7 separate regions of the Mus musculus genome follow, and regions 2, 3, 4, 5, 6 and 7 are each linked to region 1. Evidence: chromatin contacts called from public promoter capture Hi-C and targeted proximity ligation data. All regions are on one chromosome and are shown on one strand. The core of a region is the stretch at or near the end of the contact, and the rest is flanking DNA. Distances in the headings are between cores, read along the strand shown.

Region 1 (3,203 bases), core at 591-3,090:
TTAACTGCTGAACCATTTCTCCAGTTCTCCCCCAACCCCCACATGCCGGTTTATTTTGTTTTTTAAGGTGTCACTATGTAGCCTTGGCCTGGAACTCACAGAGATCCTCCTGCCTCTGCCTCCTGAGTGCTGGGATCAGTGGCATGCACCACCACACCCTACTATCTGTTTTTCTTAGGAGAGAAATGAGTACCTTGGCATTTGAGGAAGTTGTGAGTTGAACACCAGAGACTCTTGACATCTGAGGAAAGGGTGAACAGCACTACACGCCATTTCCATGGTTCAGGAGTGTTTTCACTGAGCACTGATATTGTATTTCTTCTTCTGGAACACCTTGGGGGATTAAAATAAACACAAAGCAAAAGGAGCTTGTCTGCCAGTGCCTTCCTCCAGCTGCTTTCAGCAAGCCATTGATGGGCAAATTCCACACAGCGGAAAGCAGGTTGTGCTGATGACAGCACAGCAAGGCTTATATATAGTCTTAATAGAGCTCAGAGCAGGGTCCATTGGTTTCTGATCCCAGGACTCAAGACAGGTTATAAAACTAGAAATAGGCCAGCCATGGTGGCACATACTTTTAATCCCAGCAGGCAAACAGATTTCTGTGAGTTCAAGGCTAGGATGATCTACATAGCAAGCCCCAAACCAGCCAGGGCTGGACTGTGAAACCCCAAACCAGCCAGGGCTGGACTGTGAAACCCCAAACCAGCCAGGGCTGGACTGTGAAACCTTGTCTCAAAACAAAACTGGCAACGATGATCGCTTTGGATGGGCATGGTAGGAGACCTAAAAAGGGTTTTACACAAATTGGCATTCAGTAGCAGAATTCACCTACTGACTTGCAAAACCTACTTTACGTTAAATTCTTTCTTTAAAAATTATGTATGCTGGATGCAGTGGCCCATGACTTTAATCCTAGCACAGGAAGTCATGAGGCAAGTGATCTCTGTGAGTTCAAGGACAATTGGATCTATGCAGAGTTCCAGTACAGAAGGGATACAAAGAGAGACCCTGACTCAAAAATAAAATACAAACATTATGTATGGGAATTTTGCCTACTCCAATACATATTATGTATGTACGTGCACTGGAGGCCTTAAGGCATGGAATCTCCTGGAACTGCTCTTTCAGATGGTCGTGAGCCACCGTGTGGATGCTGGGAATCAAGCGGGGTCATCTGCAAGAGCATCAGTGCTCTTAACTGCTGAGCCATCTCTCCAACCCTAATCTTTTAAAATTAAAAGCAAGTCTCACAGGCTTTCCATTTCGTCCCACGTGTCATGCCACGTGTAAAATTCCAAAGCCCTTTGTGAGACTGTTTCTGGACTTGAAAACAAAAGCGAGATCTTCTTGCAGGATTAAATCAGTGTATTGCCTTTCAGGTGAAATGCTTAGCCAGAAGCTGGCAGGTGCAGTGTGTGCAAAGCAAACCTCAGTAGCCAAGCCATGCCTGCGAGCAAGGACAAGGCTGGACCGCCTTAAGGAGTTGAATAGCCGATGGGAAGAAAGATCAGGAACCGGGTCAGAAGAGCCTCATAAAGTACCTCATGAGGCCTTCTAGAGCTGCCCTGTCCAGACCAGCCATCGTCCGAGTACATCTGCGCTCACCTGATCTGACCCCTCTTCTCCCCGGCTTCTGGGAAAAGCCCTAGACACAGACATAGCCTACAAGTCCCTGGATCGCTCACTTCCGTTAGATCGGCTCCAAATAGCTCTGCGTGGCCAAGGCGGGACCAAGTTGGAAGGCAGCTCCTGAAGCAGGCGTGGCCTAAACAAACCACGCCCACCGCACGCGGCCGCGCGTGCCAGCGACAGCCTATTGGTCCCGCTTTCGTGACGTCTTTCCGGGGCAGTCCGGGTGGGGTCCAGCGCGCACCAGTGAGCTGAGCTAACTGGGTTTCGCTGCGGTCCACGTCCCCGCGCGGGGCTGAATCGCTGAAGTGGCTGCGCTGCGGTGTGAGGGCCACGGGCCTGCCGCGTCCGGGTAAGTGACCCGCACTGCTGTCCAGGGAGCTGTCGTGAAGGCCCCATGAGCCGCTTGGGGATGGACAGCGAGGTGCGGGGCGGAGGAGGGATGAATGGGGACCCGGTGCGCTAGGCGGTGAGGAATGGAGATTCAAGGCGGAGGAGGGAGGAATGGGCCGAGCCCTTAGAGAAGCATGGATGCGCAGGAGGAGGAGGAGGAGGTGGGCTGACGGCGATCGCCAGTCGATGCTGGGCAGTTTGCGAGCACTCTACGGACATTCGAGAGTAGGCGAGTCTTGGATCAGGCTGTACCCTAGAAGGTGTTGGTCTCGGAAATAGTTGAGGCCTGCACCCCAAACTCTTCTACCTACCAATGAGGAAAATCCATCACATTTTTCCTTCCTCCTCATTTGTCTACTTGCCTGCCTCCCCTTGTGGCCGCTAGCTTGTGCGCTTAACGGTCTGGCTGGAGCTTAGAAGTCCAACTCTTAAAAACTTGTATTACTTACACCCCGACCCCTAGGAACCAGCTCTAAAATTTCAATAAGTCAACCAGCAAACTGTTTAAAATACAGGTTTTCCGTTTATAAATTAGACTCGCCTGTTGGACAGCAGAATATCAGAAATACTGGCTTAGCAAGCGTTTAGAACACAGACCTTTGGCATTTTGGTAGTGAGACCTGAACTTTCAGATACCTGGAGATAAGCGGTGCAGTTAAGATAATATTTAATGTTCTGGGATCGTGGGCTAATGTCTGCCACGTGGATACATCCTTTAGATCACAGGGCAATGTCTGTGTACATAATACGTCCAAGCAGGTGATGTGTCAGGATTAGGTAGGTGACTGTGGTTTGTCCTGTACTAGCTTTCCCAATTTCTGTTCTGTAATTGTGTAACTTCCCTAGCGTGGAGTAGAGACGGGGGCCCTGCTGATAGGGATTATTAATGGTCTTTGCTGAGTCTGGACTTCTTGAATTGAAATCTGTGTATGTCAGAGAAAAAGCTCACCAATTTGAGGTCTAGTGATGTGTATATAGCAATCCACACATCATAAAGGCATTAAAGGCAAGGCAAGATTGGGAGTGCAATCTGTCAAACAAACATTAGAGGAATTGGGCAGCATCTCAAGGGTTAGTTGTCACTTGGGGACTCACACAAGTCACCTGGCTGAACTTTAGTAGGAACAGCTCAGGAAATGCAGACTTAAAGTCTTATGTGTATAGACATTGCCCTGTGG
Region 2 (2,894 bases), core at 244-2,743, 380 kb before region 1:
GACGCAAAGCAGGACGCCAAGAAAAGAGGAAGTGTCCTTGGGGAGGGGACCGGTTAGGACTGGGGTTCTAGGGAGAGAAGGAAGGGCATTTAAGGTGAGTCCAACAGTCCAGGACTTAAAAGGAGCCTTAAGTAGGGGGCAGCAAGAGGTGACACTAGAGCCATCGAGGCCGATGAGGCCCGGGGGACAGCAGAAAGTGTTTCCAGATAGCACCTCTGCAGTGCCAGCCACATGTCACACTGGTCTCTGCTTCCACGCTCAGGAACAGGTGCTCAGATAAGGATGCTTAAGAAGATGGAAGGCGTTTGGGTGTGTCAGAACAATGAAGGCAAGTGAAAGACCCCGATTCTCTATGAGTCCCTTCACATAAACTAAAAATCTCAAAGTTACACCCAACAATCGCCTGTCCTTTTAAATAATAGAGGTGTAGGGGGAGATGAGATACAGCAACAGTTAACTACAGTTGGGGGCGGGATCAAGGGGAACTTTCATTTTCTCTATGGAACCCTTCCACGGCAAGGCAGAGAAAGATGGAGGCAAACAGGGCTCTTCCATGACCAGGCGTGCTTGACCTCAGAGCTGCGACTCTTCCTTCTTCAGCGCATTTATGGAGAGCTTGCTACACGCAGGGCCTGGAGCTGCAGCCTGGGAGGGCGCCCCATCTGGCGGGTAGAGTGCTTTGCCATGTCTGGCCCGACTTCTCTACACCCTGTTCACAACTCACCCTGCAACCTTCGTTCCCCGTGTGCTGCCAGCGATCCCCCTCCAGAAGCCACTCTGTCCGAGGTTCCAATCACTCCCCTATTGACACCTATTCGTTCTCAGCGTTCAAAGAGTACTTCGATTCCGTTGCTTTTGGGCGCAGAGACTTGAATCCAGGACCTTACACAGGCAAGGAATGCACGGCATTGTGAGCTACCCACACACCCTAATTGTTCCGCAGATGAGGGTTCCCCCGCCCCCTGACGATTTTATCCCAGGGAGACTATGAGTGTGTTGGCCTCTGGCGCCAACCTGCCCCCGGATGTCAAACATCTGTTCTCAAACTTGGAACCTGAGCTTACTTCTTCATTCTCTGATGTTAGACAAGCCGTTCTTCCCAACACCACCCCAAGCGTCCCACTCCCCTTTTTTAAAAAAAAAAATAATCAACCAAACAACCAAACAAACCAAAAGTCTGGAGCAAAATCAGCATAACTCCCGCAGGGTTGCAGAGAAGTTTACGGGCGGATTAGTGTAAACCGCGAGTGTAAGCCAAGTATGGTGCAAAGAGCTGTTTTGGACATGGCTTTAATGAGTTGGTCCCTTTTGTATATGAAGAAACTGAGGCTCTCAGGGTAAGGAATGTTGTCCTAGGTCTGCCGTTGGCAAGCTCGGGACTTAGCCTCAGTTTCCTTACTGACCTCCTCCCCGCAGCCCCGCCCCGTCCAGGCCCCGCCCCGTCCTGCCCGCGCTGCAGCCCAGCTGGGCTCAGCCAATCACCCGCGGCGCGCGTCGGTGAGCCTGGCCTCGCCCGCCCCGGCCCGGACTCCGCTCGCTCATTCCGCCGCCGCCGTCTGCAGACTCGGTAAGACACCGCGAGGGCAGCGCTGCGGCACCGCCCTGGGCTGGGCGCGCGGGTGTCATTCTTAAGAGTGTGGAGGGAGACCCAGACTGTGCCCGTAGGGTACGCGTGAGCCGCGCATTGGAGAAGCAGAGGGCACTCCCTCCCCCGCGCAGTGACGGATCTGGGGGATCCCGGGACGGGAGGAAAGATGCTTGGTCCCCAGACTGGGCAAAATGCCTCCACTCGGGACGCGTGGGACCTCGGCTCGTGGTGTCCCGCCCCACGGTGGATTCACTCACCGCGTGGGTTTGGGGTCTTCATTGCTCTGTGAAAGATGCTTATGATTAGGCGTGACTCCTTGGTCCCTGACCAGTAGGAGTGTCAACTCCCTTTCTGACCCCTGCTCACTCCCCACTCCGCGGGTGGCTTGGGGCCAGTGTGGACGCCGAGCGTTCTCCAGGCTCTTTCCACCCGCTACTCTGCAGGTGGATTGGTTCTCGGGGTCCGTGAGGGTCGGGCTCGGCAGTAGGAAGGATGCTCGCACAGGGGACTTGGCAGGTGGCCGGTGCCCTCTCTTCGTGCGGGTCCCTGCAGTATAGCCTTCGGGACACACCCTTGGCGCAGAGACTTAAGTGTTTTGCACCCCTCACCGCGGTTTTGCCCGGGGTTCAAGGGCAGGTGGGTGTCAGAGACTGCCCAAGGTCGCGCCGGGACCAGAGCCCGGGAGGGTGGGGGCGTCACGTGACCTGGCCTGAGCGAACTTGGCCTGGGACAGCCGGACAGCACGGTCTGGGCAACCAGGCTGTGCGGTAACAGCGGGTACCCTTCGTTTTTCTTCATCTTATTGTGAATCGGGTCTGGTTTTCGTTGATGTCACAGAACACAGATGAACGCTCAAGTTTTTAAGGAGTTAAAAAGTTCCTAGTGTGAACCAGGCTACATACAATCAAGCTCAGTACTCTCAGCTCTGGGCCGACTCTCGTTCCGTGCATTTAAATAGTTGTCCAAAAACAGATTTTAGTCGGAAACTGCTAACTTTGGAAGTTCGCAAATAAAATGAAAGTGAGTTTAGAAGCCTTTCGGAACGCGTATTTAGTTACAGCATTTTGTTGCACAGGCGTCTGGTTTCTGGTCATTCCTGATATTCAAGCGTGTTTATCACTGTCAAAACCACAAGCCAAATGACTAAAACACAGCTTTGGCCTTTTATTTGTGCCAGCAAGCATACATCACCACCACCCCCTTCCTAGTCGGTCGACTCAGGACTCAGTGAGGACCTAAAGCAGAGGACTGTGGTGTGGGGAGGACAGTGCTTGCTCCGGGGCAGTGCAGAGTAGTAGGTAGGTCT
Region 3 (3,142 bases), core at 216-2,715, 280 kb after region 1:
AGGGCAGGGTCCCTGAAGGAGACAGGGTACTCACCCCCTGCCACCTGCAGGGCTTGGTAAACAGCCCCAAGAGCTGTTGACAAAAGATTCATGGCCTTCTGCATAGGCTTTAGGAAGGTCTCGACCCTCTCTCCGCTGACGCCTCAGACTGCAGAAAGGGCGCCCAGGGCCACACTGCACGCTTCCAGCTCTTCGCCAAAGGACAGCTGGCAGGCCTCGTGAGAACAAAGGTGAGCCACAGGGCTCCACTGTCCCCACAGTGACAGTGCCATGGGGTGGGGGAGGGTAAGAGAGCAGACTCAGGCTAGAGTGTGATCTAAGCAGCTCTGATAAGGTTGCCACCCAGAATGTCCAAACTGTCTTGTAAGCTTGGACCTACAGCGAGAGTGATTTAGTTCCTGCCGGATGTCAGGACATCCTGAAACACAAGGCCTGACCTTGGAGGCCAAGTGCAGTCAGTAGGCATAGTTAATCCGATGGTTCAGTGGGCTGCATGGCTCACTGCCTCTCTCCTCAGCGACCTCTGAACAGTGCTTGCCTCCTGCCAGAGGACAGCTGAGCTCAGTAGGAGGGACAGCTGAGGGTCAGGGAACCAGGACTTCCCCAGGACCCCCACGGAGGTCTCAGGGAATGGAAAGGATCACTCTGTCTTCCAGTTCCAACTGTCCCCTGTGTTCAGTGTACCCTTTGCTCCTCTGCTGAGCCTCAGTTTCCACATCTGTAGACTGGGCCTGAGGGTTGTTTTCCAAAGCAGAGTAAACAAAGTCATTTCAGTTACAGTGTCCTTGAAGGCCATCACAAAGACCAGGCAAAACATTTTGCGGTTTTGTTTGAAGCATCAGTGAGCTGTAAGATTTGAACCTCATAGATCACAGCTTTAAATAGGTGGCTGTGGGCTGCAAAGACAGGCCGGTGCAGGGGAAGGTGGCAGGGAAGAGGACTCCTTTTCCGGTGGCCCCCAAAGTACAGGGCTGCTGTGGCCAAAATCAAGTCACTGCCCACTGTTGTCTGCCTTAAGTAGCCTCAAGGAAAGCACCTCTCTGCATGGATCGGAGTGGACACCAGGCAGGCCTTGTCTACCCTTAAAGGACCAAGCAGTGGACCACCAGTACTCATCAGTGCAAAGCCAAGTCCTTTCTGAGGACTGGGAGACATGGTTCCAAGTCAGGAATCTCTGGGCAAGCGCAGCTTCCAGCAGAAGTCCCCAGAGACCCTTGCAAGTAAAACTGTCCCTTTTCCGGGGGAAAGAGGAGAGGGCAAGGACAGGAACCTGCCCCAGAGACCTGGACCCATTAAGCTGATGGGAGTGGGGGCGGAGCTTAGGGGATAGGGGTGGGGCCCTGCGAACTTTGGCTGCTTGGCTCCCAGCCCAGCCTCCCGCCTCCAGTTCTCCGCCTACTTGGAACAAACACTTCCTGCCTGGGACCTGCGGGCCTATAAATACAGCCTCCTAGGGGGTGGACACATTAGGCCTGTGGCCTAGGGAAGCCCAGGCTCGTACCAGCAGGTAAGAGGCTCTGGCAGAGGCTCCCGACCAGTTCAGAGGAGGGTGCAGAGGTGGCCTGAAATCCAGACACTTGCTGCACAGCTTAGGGGGTGACAGTCTTCTCCCCCTGGAAAGCTAGGCATTGGCTTTACCATCTATAAAATAGTTCTGTGGTGACAGTCGTGTGGGTGGGAACAGTCGACCTTCTGAATGTCTGAGTCCCCCTTCTCAGCTTAGGTCCTCAGAGAGAAAAGTGGGGAGAGCGACACTCACCCTCAGAACATTCCAGAAGAGGGACTGAGGTTGCAAGGGGGAACAAAAATTTGGCTGCTGGTGTCTTGAACTTGGCTTCTGGGTACAGGTGGGTCACAGTTGGCATCCCCCTGCCTCAGACTCTTCTGTGGGGAGCTCACCCTACTGTTCAGGCTCTGGATACTTAGATTCCACATCTCTTGTGCAGTTCTTCCCCACACTGGGAGATGTCCTCCCTACCTGGGTCCCGGGAGCCCCTGCTCCGTGTGGCTGTGACTGGAGGCACCCACGGGAATGAGATGTGTGGTGTCTACCTGGCCCGGTACTGGCTACAGAACCCAGGGGAGCTGCAGAGACCCAGCTTCTCAGCCATGCCGGTTCTGGCCAACCCAGCAGCCACAGCTGCCTGTTGCCGTTACCTGGACCGTGATCTCAACCGCTCCTGCACCCTCACCTTCCTTGGGTGAGTACCCTCAGCCAGGCTGGCCGGTCCACAGCCAGGTACTAGCATCCCTACAGACTGGTCACAGTGGCTAGCAAGGCATCTCTGTCTTTTCTCAATGACCATATGGTTTAGCGAGATCCAGATCAATGTCACCTCTTCCAGGAAGTCTGCCCAGTAGGCCAGACTCTTACCAGCTGAAGTGAGACATACATGGGGAACAGGACCAACATGTCAGCTTCAGGTTACTGGAGGCACAGAAAAAGACTGGGGTGAAGGTGGGACTACATGGAGCATCCAGCCTGACCAAGAGAAGTCAGGGAAGGCTTCTTGTAGGAGGTGGCATCCAGCTAATCTCCCCCCTCCCCCACCAAAGGTGAGAAGTTAGCCAAGGAAAGGGAGACTGAGATGATGGGGACTGATGTCCCCCATTCCTTTCCCCACAGTTCCACCGCTACCCCTGATGACCCCTATGAAGTGAAAAGAGCCCGAGAGTTGAACCAGCTGCTGGGTCCCAAGGGCACAGGCCAGGCTTTTGACTTTACCCTAGACCTGCACAACACCACAGCAAACACTGGAGTCTGCCTCATCTCTGAATCCAACATCTCCTTCAACTTGCACCTGTGCCACTACCTACAGGTGGTCCCTAGGGGGCAGGAAGGAGGGCGGGGAGGGGGCAGAGGGACCAGTGCCACCTGAGGTACTCCAGGCTCGCCTTAACCTTCCAACCAAGGAAAAGAGGTGGGGCAGGGTGGACGACCCTGTGCCTCCTGCACACTGCTCTTCCCAGCGTCAGTGCCTCAGTTTCCCCTCAAGAAGGCCTGGGTCCTGACTGGTGCCTCTCACCCCACAGCGGCAGAACCCGGGGATGCCCTGCCGCCTCTTTCTGTATGAGCCAGCTGGGACGGAGACCTTCAGCGTGGAATCTATATCCAAGAATGGAATCTGTGAGCTGACGGGTG
Region 4 (3,234 bases), core at 624-3,123, 490 kb after region 1:
GGAAGATGTGCTCAGTGATGCTGCGTCTCAGGGCTGTCCATCTGGGGGTTTGGTTTTGTGCCCCCCCCCCAACACACACACTTTTTTTTTTTAAAGACAGGGTTTCTCTCTGTAGCCCTGCCTGTCCTGGAACTTGCTCTGTTGACCAGGCTGGCCTCACAGAGATCTGCCTGCCTCTGCCTCCTAAGTGCTGGGACTAAAGGCATCCACCACCACCACCACCCAATTAATACACATTTTTATATAAGTGGGACTCAAAACCAGGCCTTCAGGCTTGCACGTCAACCATTTTACTGAGTTATCTCGCCAGCACATGCACCCTTTTTTTGAGAAAGAGTCTCACTGCTTAGGCTACCTAGAAACTCAATGGCCTTCCCAGTGAAGTTTCCTAGAAACTTCTGATCCTCCCACCTCAATCTAAGAACTGCTACGATGACAGGCATAGGCTAGCCAGGCCTGCTGAAAATGGAGCATTCCTAGAATGACATTAAAGCCCTAAAGGTAGGAGAGACTCAGGCGAAGTTTGAAGCAGGGGTGCTTACCGTGCTGGGGTGCGCAATAAGTGAGGGCATGAGGCTGGGTCGAAGACAGCCTGCAGGGACTCACAGTCCTGGAAGGAGAGGTTGTGTGTCTTCTTGACCCCTGGATAAGGGAAATGGTCTCAGGGCTTGGCAACCTCCACTGCCACTGCCTCCACACCCACAGAGGAACTCTTTGGGCAGGCCGCTTGCTCACCATACTTGCAGTGGAGCTGGACCACCAGGTGGCTGTGGCTGCCACTGAGGGAGATACAGCACTTCTCCACAGACTTCTCCACAATTGCCAGAGAGCGGAAGACGGACAGGAAGGCCTGGGCAGGGTAGGACATCAGTCTGGCACACTGCTTCCACGGCCCAGCTCTACATCCCATGTAGGCCCTGGCCCCATCACTGGCCCCACAAAGCTGTGGTGTCTGCACACTCCCATGCTGCCTTGCCCATGCTGGTCTCTTTGCTGGGAAGGGCCACTAACCTTTTCTTGACCAATGTCACCACCCTCTCCACAGATCTTAGATAGCCCTCTACGGTCTAAACATCTTTACCTCACTGCATGTTGCATGGAATAGCTCCCATATGAGACTAACTCCCTAGTCAAACTCATCATTTACTGAGTACCTGGCACAGAGGCACAGCTGTGGAGCTGCTTCAGGTGGCCCTTACCTTCATCAGGATCTTACAGCGCAGCAGGTCCTGACCAGGGGAAGCCGCCTGGTACTGCTGGAAGAAGAGTGGGGCAAAAAGGAAGCAGGCATAGGCAGAACGGGACGAGTTCACAGTCCGTAGGGAGAGCTGAGACACAAAAAGCAGGCAAAATTGCTTTTCCCTTAAGTTACTTTAGCCCCACCTTGCCTGCCACTAGGCGTTCTAGGAAGAGCAAGTACCCTCTGTATAGACATGCAGCCTCAGAAGACTGGGCCCAAGCCGATGTCCGAACAACCCAAGAGATAATAAACTGCGCCGGAATATCTGTCCACCATCCCTGTAAGGCCGAATGAACACCAAGCCTAGGCTCCCCATTCACCATTGAATCCGCCCCCATCCCTGCGTCCCAGTCCCTTACCCCGTCCTTCAAGGGTTCCAGATAGAGCTCGTCCCCGATTCGGGATAGCGAATGGACAGCCTTGCCCAGCACTGCGGGGAGGAGAACAGAAAGTGGTTAGGGGGACTCCTGGGGCTTGCTCACGTGGTCTGCTGCAAGGTAGGTCCAAACTTACCCTTCACGTTGCCCCCGGTGATCAGGCACTTCATAGTACATAAGCACAAAAATCGAGCTTGTTTTGCACACGAACCGGGACGGGATAGGACATATAATGAGTCCCAGCAGCTACTACGACTGCCTAAAGTTCCCTTCCCGCGCACCGTCCCCTCCCCGCTGCCGGCCTGGCCTCCGCTTCCTTATTGGTTCACCCGGGGTTTCTCCGTCACGTGAGAAAAACGTTCCTAAGCTCGGTGTCACGTGATCTAGTCGGTTCATTGGGTGTGGCCCGGGTCACGTGACTGCGGAGGGCTTGCTCCTGTGTCCTTCCTCAGGTCTGATTCTCCCACCCGAACCCGAGCCCTGCACACCCTGCAGAGCTCTGCAGCTCCACTGGGCTGCACTGGGCATAGGTGAAGGGCATACTAGATGGAGGAGCAAGGTGTCTGCACCAAGGATCGAGCTCTGGACCAGAGCCCTAACGTGGGAAGTGTAGACCCTCCCGGGTCGCTAACTTTAGTGTGTGGGGTTACAGGGTCAAATCAAGATAGTCCGCGCTCAATCTGGGCTGGGGATTCTGTTGTGGCAGCAACCACCAGCTCCCCTCAAAAAACGTAACTCGCTTCAAGAGCGATGAGAAGGGGCTGTTCATTTTGCTTTCAGGATCCTTCACTGACCTTCGTAAATACATGGAAAGATGAGAAGGTTCTGGGACAGAAAAGGGTGGAAGGATGGACTTGTCAGAAGGAGGGGCAGAAGCAGAAGCACAATGGGGGTAGGCGAATATGGGTGAATGGGGTGTCCCGAGCCTTGTGCGGTAAGGGGTGGGGAGGCAGAGCTGAAGGGATGAACTGGGAAGCCCTGGGAAGGCTTAAGTACTACGCGGGGTTTGGTTTATGTACATTTTACCAATTACCCAGACAGTGTGGAAGGATGAAGATTTTCAGCTGGGACGCATTCACCTTGCTCTGGGAGGTAGTTCAAATGCCTAGAGCAACCCTTGCCCATCCCCCTGCGGGCCTGTGGGTAGTGGGGAGGGTGTGTTTGTTACCTAGCCCCTCTTTGTTTTTCTAGGCTCCTCTCCCTCTCCAAGTGCTTCTTTCCTAGAGCCTCCGGGGAGGAGGCGGCTTTCCCTTTCCACATCCAAGGCAAGCTGCATACAACGCAGAGGTGTCCAGTTCTCTGTTAGACTGGGAGTTAGGGGATTACCAGCATCCTCTCCTCCTCACTTGCTCACGTCTTCGGTGGATTCTGGCTGCTTCATTTCCCAAACAGATGGCAAAGTGGCCCTCCTTCTGTCTCCACTGTCCTCCTTTCACTGTCCAGACACAGTCCTCAGTGACCCGCCCCCCCCCCCCCCCCCGGTGGGCTTAACTCTCCTGGCAAAGTCCAGTCTCTTGATCAGGAACTTTGAGGATCCAGGTCCCACAGAGGTCTTCACTGTCTCCTACCCCACATGATCACCTATCTCCATAGCCCTGCCAGGCTCTTAGCGGCCAC
Region 5 (3,095 bases), core at 289-2,788, 350 kb after region 1:
CTGGCCACCCCTGTTCTGGGCCAGGAGAGTTTCAAATGGCTTCAGGTGTCCCGGAAGCTCCTTCTGATACTGGTCCTTGCCCTCCTTCTGTGGTCAGAAATGTGCAGCCAGAGTGACCGAAGTGATCTCCCTTTCCTGCCCACCACGCTTGGTCACTAGCCTGTGGCTCCTACATACCAGGATATGGCGATACTGCCGGGCAATGCGTCTGAATAGGTCTTCCAGTCCATCGTTCACCATGTCCACCAGTGCTGCCTCTTGTTGGTCTTTGCCATAGAGCCCTGGGTCAGCGGGCAGGCAGCAGGCTCAGGTTCTGTACTTGTCCCTACATGTCCACTCAGTCTCAGCCTGGGTCTACTCTCTAACCTTAATTGGAGGTCTTCCCTGCCTACCTCTGGGATGTCATTAGAAAAATGATACAAGTTGGAAACTCACAGCCCTGGCTGTACAGACAGCGACCGCCCAGCAGCACACCAGTAGCCTTCTGGAACCTGGGCCCTGCATGATCCTCTAGGGTGACCCAGGTGGGACATTGGTGGCTGCAGGTGAGGCAATTCAAAGCCCCAGGACATTTTGAGGAACATCTCAGGTGTCTCTCAGGGCTTGGCTTCTGGACTCACCGAAGGAGCGGCCCAGGTGCCGTAGGATAGTATTGGATTGGTACAGGGTGAGCTCTCCATCCTGGAACTTGGGGATCTGTCCAAACAACTGGGAGAAGATCCCTCTGTAAGGGGTGCTGAACCTGGCTGCCCCCAATCCTAGACACAGCACCCTAAGGCTGCGCCCCAACCGAATCCCCAAGGGGGAGAGGGAGACAATTACTCACACAGGAAGCCTTGAATGTGCCTTGCTCCCAAACATCCAAGGTCACCACCTCCTCCTTCCAGCTCTGGCCCTGGTCAGCTAGAAGCATGCGCATAACCTCACAGCGCCCTGTATGGGGGTGCAGGATGAGGACACAGCGAAGAGATCTACTCTCAGAGCATCCTGGGAGAGTTTGGGAGAGTGGAAAGCTGACAAGAGGACTACACTAGCTTGGGAGCCTCATAGGGAGGGGAGATATGTGGTGATAGAGGCCATGTCCTAACATTATCTTGGAATGCGAAGACCCAGCCCCACCATGGCACAGGGAAGGAAGGAAAAGTGACAGACAGTGCAGCTATCTACGGAGGCTAAGAGGGCAGTCCTGGCCCCACCAACCACAACTGTAGTCCTGCCCCAGGTCTCTGTCCCGGCCCGGCCCCAATACAGTCTTGGTCACGCCCTTCCTACACCACTGTTGGGGATTCCCAGGAATGACCCAGAAGACTATTGTTTGTGCCCTTCGTCTTGAAAGTGCTGAGGCCACACCTCGGGAAGGGAAATAGACGATGGTGTAAGGTGGCACTAGGAGAGATAGACAAAAAGCACGATGAAGGAGGACCTTGCCTGGGCTGCAGGGCCAAGGAGCGGTTAGTAGCAGGGGTGAGGTGGGGGTATAATTGCCCCCGCCCTTGCCTCCAGGTTTCTCCTTACTGTTGGGCGGATACAGTGTGGTGCAAGCTCAGCAGGAAGAGAGGAAGTGATCGGGGCCTTATATTGACAGGAAGACTCCACCTCCTCAGACATCCCACACTGCCCCAGAAACAGACCAAGTCCTGGTGTTCAGTGTACCAGCTTCCTGGCAGACGTGGTGGGGGAGGGCAGACTCACCTTTCTATCTGTGGTGCAATATGCTACTGGAGTTTTGCAAGAGGCACACATGGTCACATGATAAGCCTCCCACTTAACACGCCCAAACCACTCGGTTTCTTGTGTGCTCAGGGGTTTGGACAGTGCCTTATATGCAGGTAGGCCTCTACCAACAGTACATGGTATAATAATAAGTGCTCCTTGTAAAAATAAGGCAATGTAGAGGAGCCGTGGTTAATCCCAGCACTTGGGAGGAGGCAGAAGCAAGAGGATCTCTGAGTTCAGCCCAGTCCGTCTGGTCGACAGAGTTCCAGGACAGCCAGGGCTCCAAAGAGAAACCATGTTTATAAATGACAAAAAATAAATAATAACAATAACCATAATAATGGCAGTGTCACCTGGAGTGATGGCACACACCTTTAATTGCAGCACTCAAAGTACAAAGGAAGGTCGGGCGGCACGCCTTTAATCCCAGCACTTGGGAGGCAGAGGCAGGCAGATTTCTGAGTTCGAGGCCAGCCTGGTCTACAAAGTGAGTTCCAGGACAGCCAGGGCTATACAAAGAAACTCTGTCTCGAAAAAAAAAAAAAAAAGTACAAAGAGAGGCAGCCCTTTCGAATTCAAGGCCAGACTGGTCTACAACCAAGATCACCAAGCCAGCCAGAGCTATATAGCAACCAAGCCAGCCAGAGCTATATAGCAAGAGCCTGTCTTTTCAAGAAAAGAATAAAGGGATTTAAAAAAAATTTTTTTAAAGATTTATTTATTATTATAAATGAGTACACTGCAGCTGTATTTAGACACACCAGAAGATGGCATCAGATCTCACTATGGGTGGTTGTGAGCTACCATGTGGTTGCTGGGATTTGAACTCAGGACCTTTGGGAGAGCAGTCAGTGCTCTTACTCGCTGAGCCATCTCACCAGCCCTAAAATTTTTTTTAAATATTTATTTATTTATCACATGCAAGCACACTGCAGCTGTCCTCAGACACACCAGAAGAGGGCATCCAATCCCACCACAGATGGCCGTGAGCTACCATGCAGTCGCCGGGACCTGAACTCAAGACCTCCAAAACAGCAGCCAATGCTCCCAACCACTGAGCCATCCCTCCAGCCCCCCCTTTTTTTTTAAATAAAGGGATTTTAACTAATGAACTATCCCCTCCTCTCTTGGTGATGCTATAACAGAAAACTCTTAGCAAAGAGTTAAGCCTTACATGTACCAGTCCTCAAGGCTAGCACTGTTCCTTGTTTGTAGAGAAATTGAAACAAAGAATTGACGTGGCATGCCCAAGGTCACTCAGCTAGTAAACAGGATTTAAACTTGTTTGGTCTGGTTAGTTCCCTGGGAACCTCATGTCTGTCTGTCTGTCTTCTATCTATCATCTATGCATCTGTCTATCTATCTATCTATCTATCTAT
Region 6 (3,058 bases), core at 127-2,626, 430 kb before region 1:
AGAAAGGAGTTCTGCTTATAGGCATTACGTATGCCCCAAAAGAACTCCGGATCCACTCTACTCCAATCCTACCTCTCCCCCACACCCCACGGGACAGGTACTGCCTAACTTGCTCCAAGTCAGCCAACACAGAATCTTATCATGTCTCTTTGCCATCTGCCATCTGTCTTTTGGGGCCCTCCCATTTATACCTGACTCTCTCTCTGCTTCTTACCACCAACACCCTAAGTGTGGTTCAAGGTCCCAGTTTGGCTTAAAGCATATCGCTTCATTCTCACAGCAAGCACATGGTGTGGGAATCACATGCCTTCACAGACATGTATGGGAAGGCCTAGTACACAATTCCATAGTCACACAGCCACAACAGCAAAACCTCTCCCTCATCATGACTGACAGACTCTCAGTCAACCAATCTACAGATTACACATCTGTAATCTCACAGACTGACTTCACGTCCTGCCTCCACGTGGGTTACCCTGGGTCAGTTACTTCGCCAGCCTTTGTCTATCCTTAGGGAAATGCATTACAGGAACTGCACTGTGGGATAGAGAAGTGGTGGCTCTGTCTGTTGCAGGCCTGTAGATATTCTCCTGAAACAACATGGCTCTTCAGGAATGCTCAGGCACCATACATGACATAGGCTTCATTAACTTTCCTCTAGGAAGCTGCTCTCTGGCACACCCCACTCCCTGGATCCCGAAGAAAACTTGTCCCACTCCCCATCTAGCACTGACCATCCTGTTAAGTCTCTCTCTTTCTTTCTTTCTTTCTTTCTTTCTTTCTTTCTTTCTTTCTTTTTCTCTCTCTCTCTCTTTTTTTTCCCTTGGGGTGGGGGGCCTCACTACAGGGTCTCCTGTAGCCCGGGTTGACTTCAAATTGGCTACGTAGCCAAAATGTGATCTTGAACTCCCGATCCTTTTGCCTCGACGCCCCGAAGTGACGCTGCTGTGCGGTCTTCTCCTAGGGCTGTCTCTGTGTGTTAGCCATTCACCCAGCCAACACTAGACTGGCTCCAGGCGGTAACTAAGGAGAGCTACAGAGGGCCTGGGACCTGCGGCCAAACTTACCTGCGCTCCTCCACCTCGGCGTCCCGCTCCAGCTCCAGCAGCTGTAGCTGCTGGGCCACGAAACTCTCCACGGTGGACGAGGCCATCTGCTCCGCGATGCAGCCCCTGACTGATGCTTCCTGCTCGGCCAGTTTAGTCCTGTGGGACCCGAGTTCCAGTCGGACCGTGTTCCCCACTGGACCAGAATCCGCAAAAGGCCCTGCGCTCCCAGCCAGGGCGCGGATTCCCGGCCGGTCCGTTTCCTGCGTTCCCCGCCAAGCCAGTGATTGCAGTAGGATCCCTGTTTCCCTGCTCCAGGTGTTCCCTACTGAGTTTGTGTGTTGACGCACAAGGTTCGCGCTGCTTCCGCTTCCGGTTGGGACTGTGGAAACATGGCTGCTGCCATAGCGGCCTCGGCATTGCCGGGCGCCTTCGGGCGGCTGGTGTCTGTGTGTAGCCGTAGCATCTTGGCATCCCAGGGATCCGGATCAGGTGAGACCAGGGAGGCCTGGTGAGGGAAGAAGCTAGCGGTGCTTCCGCCGTCTGCCGCCCGTGTGTCTGAGTCCACCTTGGCTCCTGGTGTGTTGGTTATGAGAGTCGTGAATATGGCACAGGGTTTGGAGTACGAGAACCTGGGATGAGAACGTGGTTCCTTCCGTTCATTGCTTAATACTGAGAAGTGCTCTTAAACTTAAGTGTAGGTCCTATAGTACAGGGACACAAATGGGTGTAGACAAATGACCTACCCAGGGTCATACAATGGGGATGTAAAGAAAGCGAGTTAGAAGCTGCTAAGTAGAGCATGGGTGTGGACAGTTGTCCTCGGGCTGCTAGCCACCCTCGGATCAGGAAAAAAAAAAATGACGTTGAAGAAAGGAGTGAGTGATTTTAATGTTAGTCTATCTTGAAACATAACAAGTAATGTGCCCTTAGTTTTGTTGACCCAGACCTTTTAGTTTGTGTATGTGTTATGTGTATGTATGTGTGCAGGTGGGTGTACATGCCCGTGTGGAGACCAGATGATGATGTCAGGTGGACACTGTTGTGTTCGACCTTTTCAGTTTCTTTCTTTATTTTTTTTTAAGACTTATTGTGATGTTTGTTTCGGGGGGGGGGGGGGAGGGTCCTTTCTGTGCATTTAAGTGAAGGTGCCTTTGGAGTCCAGAAGAGGGGGTCAGATGTTAATCCATAGATGATAGGAGAAAGGCCACCAACTCAAATCATCGTAGCCAAATTAATTAAAGCAAGCTTTTTCACTTGGGTATGCAGGCTGCCTCCACCTAAGACAGGGTTCAGGAGGTCAGCATTGGACACCCCTGAAATCAGGGTTTCTATAGTTCAGGGATAGGAGGTTTCCAAATGGGGGTGAAGCAGAACATAAGCGTAACCGGTTGGTCACAATAACCTTCTGAAACAAAAGTGCAGTTGCAAGGTAGTCGTAACAACAGGTTGTAATAATAACTTTGAAACAAAGGCATAGTTGCCGTTTTCCGGGACAGGTGGTATAAACCCATTTGTAGTTAAGGTGTGGCATAACCCAATCCTTGAGAAACAGATTTAATCATAAACAGAAATGAATCTACTTTTTCTCTACTATAAGATGGCTTTCCAGCTTAAGATAGAAGTATGCTGGTTTATCACAGATCCCTGGAGCTAGAGATGCAGACACTTGAGGCCTTCCATGTGGGTGCTGGGAACCAAACTTTATCTTCTACACGAACGGCAGCTACTCTTCCACTGACCTATTTCTCCAACCCCTCTCCACCTTATTTCTAAAGGTTTCTCAGTGAATCTGGAGCTGGCTATTTGGTTAGACTGGCTAACCAACAAGCCCTCAAGATCTGTTTGTCTCCACCCCCAGTGCTAGGGTAACAGAAGTACCTGGCATTTTATTTTAGTGCTGGTGACCTGAACTCAGGTTCTTACAGTGGGATAGCAGACACTTTACCCACCGAGCCATCCCCAGTGCTCCCCTGGACTGTTCACAGACAAGTTGTAATACAGTAGGTTAA
Region 7 (3,324 bases), core at 283-2,782, 420 kb after region 1:
TGTCACCTCACCACAATTCAGGAAATCGCCAAGGTACACTCCCTACAACCTGGACATCCACCTGCTGGAAAAGGAGGCCTCCCACCATTCACAGGAGACAACAGTGATGTGTGCATGAGGCCAACCTCAGCCTGACTGCTGCGGAGCTGAGTGTTGGAAGCCCAAATGGTACCACGCCTACAGCTCATAGAAACAGCAAACAAGATGCATGTGGAAACCATTAGCACTGAGTGGAAAAATGGAAAAATGTAAACAACAGAATGCACTTGATACAGGAGCCCATGTTTGTACACTGCAAACACATCCATACAGAAGACAATGCCACGTAAGAGCCAGGCTGGGTTGAAACTCAGTGAGGCCAGGTCTTGGGAGAAGAAGGGGAGGGGAGGAAGATGGGGATGGAGGGAATGGGGGGGGGGGAATGAATGACCACAACTAGAGAGGAGCCTCTTTAACCATAAAATGAGAAGTTGGGTTGACTCAGTTCTTTATGGGAGATCATAAAATGTGAGGGCGGTTGGACGTGGAGGAGGGCAAACACTTTGTAAGCTAGAAAGATATGGGTTCAAATTTCAGACGTAGCACTTTGACAAACTGCCACCGATATTTACTATTATTTATACATCTATTCAGTTCCAAACACTCCTGAGCACTGAAGAGAAAGCAGTACTATAAAAGCTAAGGCAAAAAGATCAGGAATTCAAGGCCAGAGTGAGCTAAATAGGGAGCTCCTCTTCCAAGAAAACCAAAAAAAAAAAAGAAAAAAAGATAGAAGGGAATGCAGACTCAGTGCTAGAAAGATTGTTTTTTAATCACTTTAGCTGCCCCATGTATTCTGAATTGGAGAAAACAATATAAGCTCTGAGCCTCAGTGTCCACATCTGAAAAATGACAAGGACACCCCTCCATTGGAAGCTGTGGTGAGTAGGATGGAGGAACAGGTCCAAGAGTTTCTATGGCACTGGAGTGCGGACTGGAATCCAGGCTACCTCATGAGGTTTGAGCTGCTGGGCAGAGAAAGCAACCACACACACACCTCACACCCCTGGGCAGAGAAAGCAACCACACACACACACACACACACACACACACACACCACGCAACCACACACACACCTCACACCCCTGGGCAGAGAAAGCAACCACACACACACACACACACACACACCACACACACCCCGTCACACACACACACACACACACACACACACACACACCACACACACCCCGTCACACACACACACACACACACCACACACACCCCGTCCCTCCGTCCCCCCTCCTCCCCTCCCCCCTCCCTTACAAGCACAAGCTTAGATCGGTCCTGGTCACAGCCGGGGCTGTCGCTCACCAAGGGAACCTCTGGGGGGCGCCGCGAGTCCCGCTACCCGCGAGACTCTGACGCGATCCCGAAGCAACTCTGCATTCTGCTGCTCAGGCCTGCAGAGGAGGAGCGGGCAAGGGCGGGGCGGTTGTAGAGGGCAGATCTTCGCTCCCAGGGAGACGGGGCGGGCCCTGTGAGGGCGGGCCCTGTTTGGTGGGCGGGGCCGTGGCGGGCTCAAATGGCGGCGGCGCTGGGCGCCTAGGCCGGCGGGGGCCATGAGCGCCGCCCGGCCCCCAGTTTAGCATCGATGATGCCTTCGAGCTGACCCTGGAGGACGCGGGGCCTGAGCCCGAGTCCAGCGGGGTCGCCCGCTTCGGGCCGCTGCACTTCGAACGCCGGGCTCGGTTCGAGGTGGCTGATGAAGACAAGCAGTCCCGGCTACGCTACCAGGTGAACGGCCCTGCTCGTCTCACCCTCTTGTCCAGGATAGGGCGGAACCCCAGGCCGGGCCCCGGAGAATTCTAACTCCGGAGCCTCTGCCTAGAGACCCCAGCGGAGCGGAAAATTGTCCCCTAGACGTGTCTGCTCATCCAGATTTATGTCCTTGCCCTCTGAGCTCTGAGTTCGGTTCCAGTGCAGCTGTGGAGAGCCGGAAACTCGGACTAGGAACCCAGGCCTTAGCAACAGTGTAGAACCCACCTGTCTTGAAGACTGACACCCCAATATCACTCCGAGGAGTTTGGGGAGTACTTCCAATCTGAACCAGACCTTGTCGATATTTACAGCATCCCTTGAGCCCCAGATCACGTGACCTATGGAGCCTCCGCATCCCCTCTGCTTTGAGAATCACCCTAAAAGTGGAGGTCCCCACACATGATGTGTTTGCCCATCTCTTCATACTAAACCACACCATAAATCATTGTCTCAGGTAGCTTCCCCCAACCCTATCGTTCTTTAGGACGTAAGACCCAGAGGCCTGTGCTATGCTATACCAAATCCAAAGTCTCTATGTTGGGTCCCTGAAAAATCCTGAGAGCCTCATTTGAGTGGTCACCTGCTCCTGGGATCCATGCTGGCAGCCCACCCCTGCTGGATTCTGTGCTGAAGCCCCCAACAGCCACCTACTTCCTACCCAGGTTTTGGTTTCTGAATCATCAAACCGGTTCCGCTGGGAGGGCAGGGAGAGGCAGGAGAGCAGCTGCCAGATGTGCCAGGCAGAAGCTGTCAGGCTGCCTTTCTCCTCCCCCCAGAGGGCAGTGGAAAGGCCCATTCCTGAAGCTTATCTGAACCTTATGTCCTGTAACAGAACCTGGAAAATGATGAGGACGGAGCCCAGGCCTCTCCGGAGCCGGATGGGGGAGTCAGCACCAGGTCAGGGCCAGGTGGGGACCCACCCTTCTTATCCCAGGCCCCGTGTCTCAGGCTCCTGTCTGCAAGGACCTGCCCAGTCCCAACCAGATGCACTTACCTGTCTTACAGGGATTCCTAGCCCTGCTTCTCTCATGGGATCTGCTGTCCAGCTGGGTCACCTTACCCCAGTGCCCCGGTCCTCCACCTTATCAATGCCAGGCTTTCTGTCTTCTAGGAATCCTCAGTTTAATCCAGTCCCCACCCTCTTTCATTCCTCTTAACACACACTCTATTCTGTAATTCCTTTTCACCCCCTACCCTTGACCTCCTTCTGGACCCTCTATCCTGCAGGGGTTAACCTCAGTCCCTAGATACACCTTGAGTTTATCTCTCAGCTTCTGTCCCTCTCTTTATCTTCCCTGCCCCCTCACCATCCTTCTGTCCTTCAGGGATTCTGGGCACATGTCTGTCCGCAGCTCGCAGTGGTCCTTCAGCACCATCAGCAGCAGCACACAGCGCTCCTACAACGCCTGCTGCAGGTGAGAGCCTCCTCACTTGGGGTTCAGCTTCCAAGTACCTTCTGCTTCTGCCTGCCAGCCAGCCCCAGCTCCCTGCCTGCTTCACCTCCTTGACCTCCGTCTTGCTCTCCTG

Evidence for each region. Promoter capture Hi-C pulls out the DNA fragments that hold promoters and counts their contacts.
Region 2: a contact with region 1 is called in a targeted proximity ligation map of embryonic stem cells, with 13 read pairs. A contact is called at or near these places in 3 of 484 Hi-C or Micro-C datasets (the G1E-ER4 cell line, Th1 cells and embryonic stem cells) and 6 of 130 datasets of targeted methods (the SCID.adh cell line, embryonic stem cells, memory CD8 T cells and 1 more).
Region 3: a contact with region 1 is called in a promoter capture Hi-C map of embryonic stem cells, with 2.3 times the contacts expected there. A contact is called at or near these places in 6 of 39 promoter capture datasets (3T3-L1-derived adipocytes, the SN4741 cell line, cranial neural crest and 2 more), 6 of 484 Hi-C or Micro-C datasets (CD8 T cells, the CH12 cell line, cardiomyocytes and 3 more), 13 of 130 datasets of targeted methods (the NIH/3T3 cell line, the SCID.adh cell line, bone marrow-derived macrophages and 9 more) and 3 of 9 other capture datasets (adipose tissue, embryonic stem cells and liver).
Region 4: a contact with region 1 is called in a targeted proximity ligation map of large pre-B cells, with 2.5 times the contacts expected there. A contact is called at or near these places in 1 of 39 promoter capture datasets (pre-B cells) and 2 of 130 datasets of targeted methods (large pre-B cells and pancreatic cancer cells).
Region 5: a targeted proximity ligation map of regulatory T cells shows a contact between it and region 1, with 4 times the contacts expected there. A contact is called at or near these places in 4 of 39 promoter capture datasets (liver, neutrophils, pre-B cells and 1 more), 1 of 484 Hi-C or Micro-C datasets (CD4 T cells) and 5 of 130 datasets of targeted methods (large pre-B cells, memory CD8 T cells, neural tube and 2 more).
Region 6: a contact with region 1 is called in a targeted proximity ligation map of pancreatic cancer cells. A contact is called at or near these places in 2 of 39 promoter capture datasets (hippocampal neurons and pre-B cells) and 2 of 130 datasets of targeted methods (the SCID.adh cell line and pancreatic cancer cells).
Region 7: a promoter capture Hi-C map of pre-B cells shows a contact between it and region 1, with 2.5 times the contacts expected there. A contact is called at or near these places in 1 of 39 promoter capture datasets (pre-B cells) and 2 of 130 datasets of targeted methods (memory CD8 T cells and pancreatic cancer cells).

What each region holds. Positions count from the first base shown.
Region 1 is chr19:3,706,453-3,709,655 of GRCm38.p6, forward strand. 1810055G02Rik (RIKEN cDNA 1810055G02 gene) reads left to right here and starts at 1,841. Exons shown (of 4, transcript NM_028077.3): 1 at 1,841-1,984. It overlaps Gm36608 (predicted gene, 36608), which reads right to left and starts at 1,716. Exons shown (of 3, transcript NR_167751.1): 1 at 1,609-1,716; 2 at 194-333.
Region 2 is chr19:3,321,808-3,324,701 of GRCm38.p6, forward strand. Cpt1a (carnitine palmitoyltransferase 1a, liver) reads left to right here and starts at 1,494. Exons shown (of 19, transcript NM_013495.2): 1 at 1,494-1,567.
Region 3 is chr19:3,985,105-3,988,246 of GRCm38.p6, forward strand. It overlaps Acy3 (aspartoacylase (aminoacylase) 3), which reads left to right and starts at 1,466. Exons shown (of 8, transcript NM_001302479.1): 1 at 1,466-1,507; 2 at 1,719-1,847; 3 at 1,947-2,201; 4 at 2,627-2,819; 5 at 3,034-3,127. The coding sequence starts at 1,966. It overlaps Gm52386 (a long non-coding RNA gene), which reads right to left and starts at 657. Exons shown (of 3, transcript XR_003952881.1): 1 at 35-657.
Region 4 is chr19:4,199,730-4,202,963 of GRCm38.p6, forward strand. Rad9a (RAD9 checkpoint clamp component A) reads right to left here and starts at 1,874. Exons shown (of 11, transcript NM_011237.2): 1 at 1,754-1,874; 2 at 1,600-1,670; 3 at 1,200-1,328; 4 at 736-850; 5 at 543-642. The coding sequence starts at 1,787. It overlaps Gm30082 (a long non-coding RNA gene), which reads left to right and starts at 1,979. Exons shown (of 4, transcript XR_388289.3): 1 at 1,979-2,069; 2 at 2,398-2,509; 3 at 2,655-2,709; 4 at 2,809-3,234.
Region 5 is chr19:4,057,909-4,061,003 of GRCm38.p6, forward strand. Gstp3 (glutathione S-transferase pi 3) reads right to left here and starts at 1,539. Exons shown (of 7, transcript NM_144869.3): 1 at 1,516-1,539; 2 at 1,351-1,386; 3 at 827-933; 4 at 621-708; 5 at 178-281; 6 at 1-87. The coding sequence starts at 1,516.
Region 6 is chr19:3,281,634-3,284,691 of GRCm38.p6, forward strand. Ighmbp2 (immunoglobulin mu binding protein 2) reads right to left here and starts at 1,377. Exons shown (of 15, transcript NM_009212.2): 1 at 1,068-1,377. The coding sequence starts at 1,153. Mrpl21 (mitochondrial ribosomal protein L21) reads left to right here and starts at 1,409. Exons shown (of 7, transcript NM_001347420.2): 1 at 1,409-1,538. The coding sequence starts at 1,439.
Region 7 is chr19:4,124,428-4,127,751 of GRCm38.p6, forward strand. It overlaps Tmem134 (transmembrane protein 134), which reads left to right and starts at 1,533. Exons shown (of 8, transcript NM_001078649.1): 1 at 1,533-1,613; 2 at 1,615-1,773; 3 at 2,630-2,694; 4 at 3,123-3,212. The coding sequence starts at 1,599. It also overlaps a transcript of Aip not described here.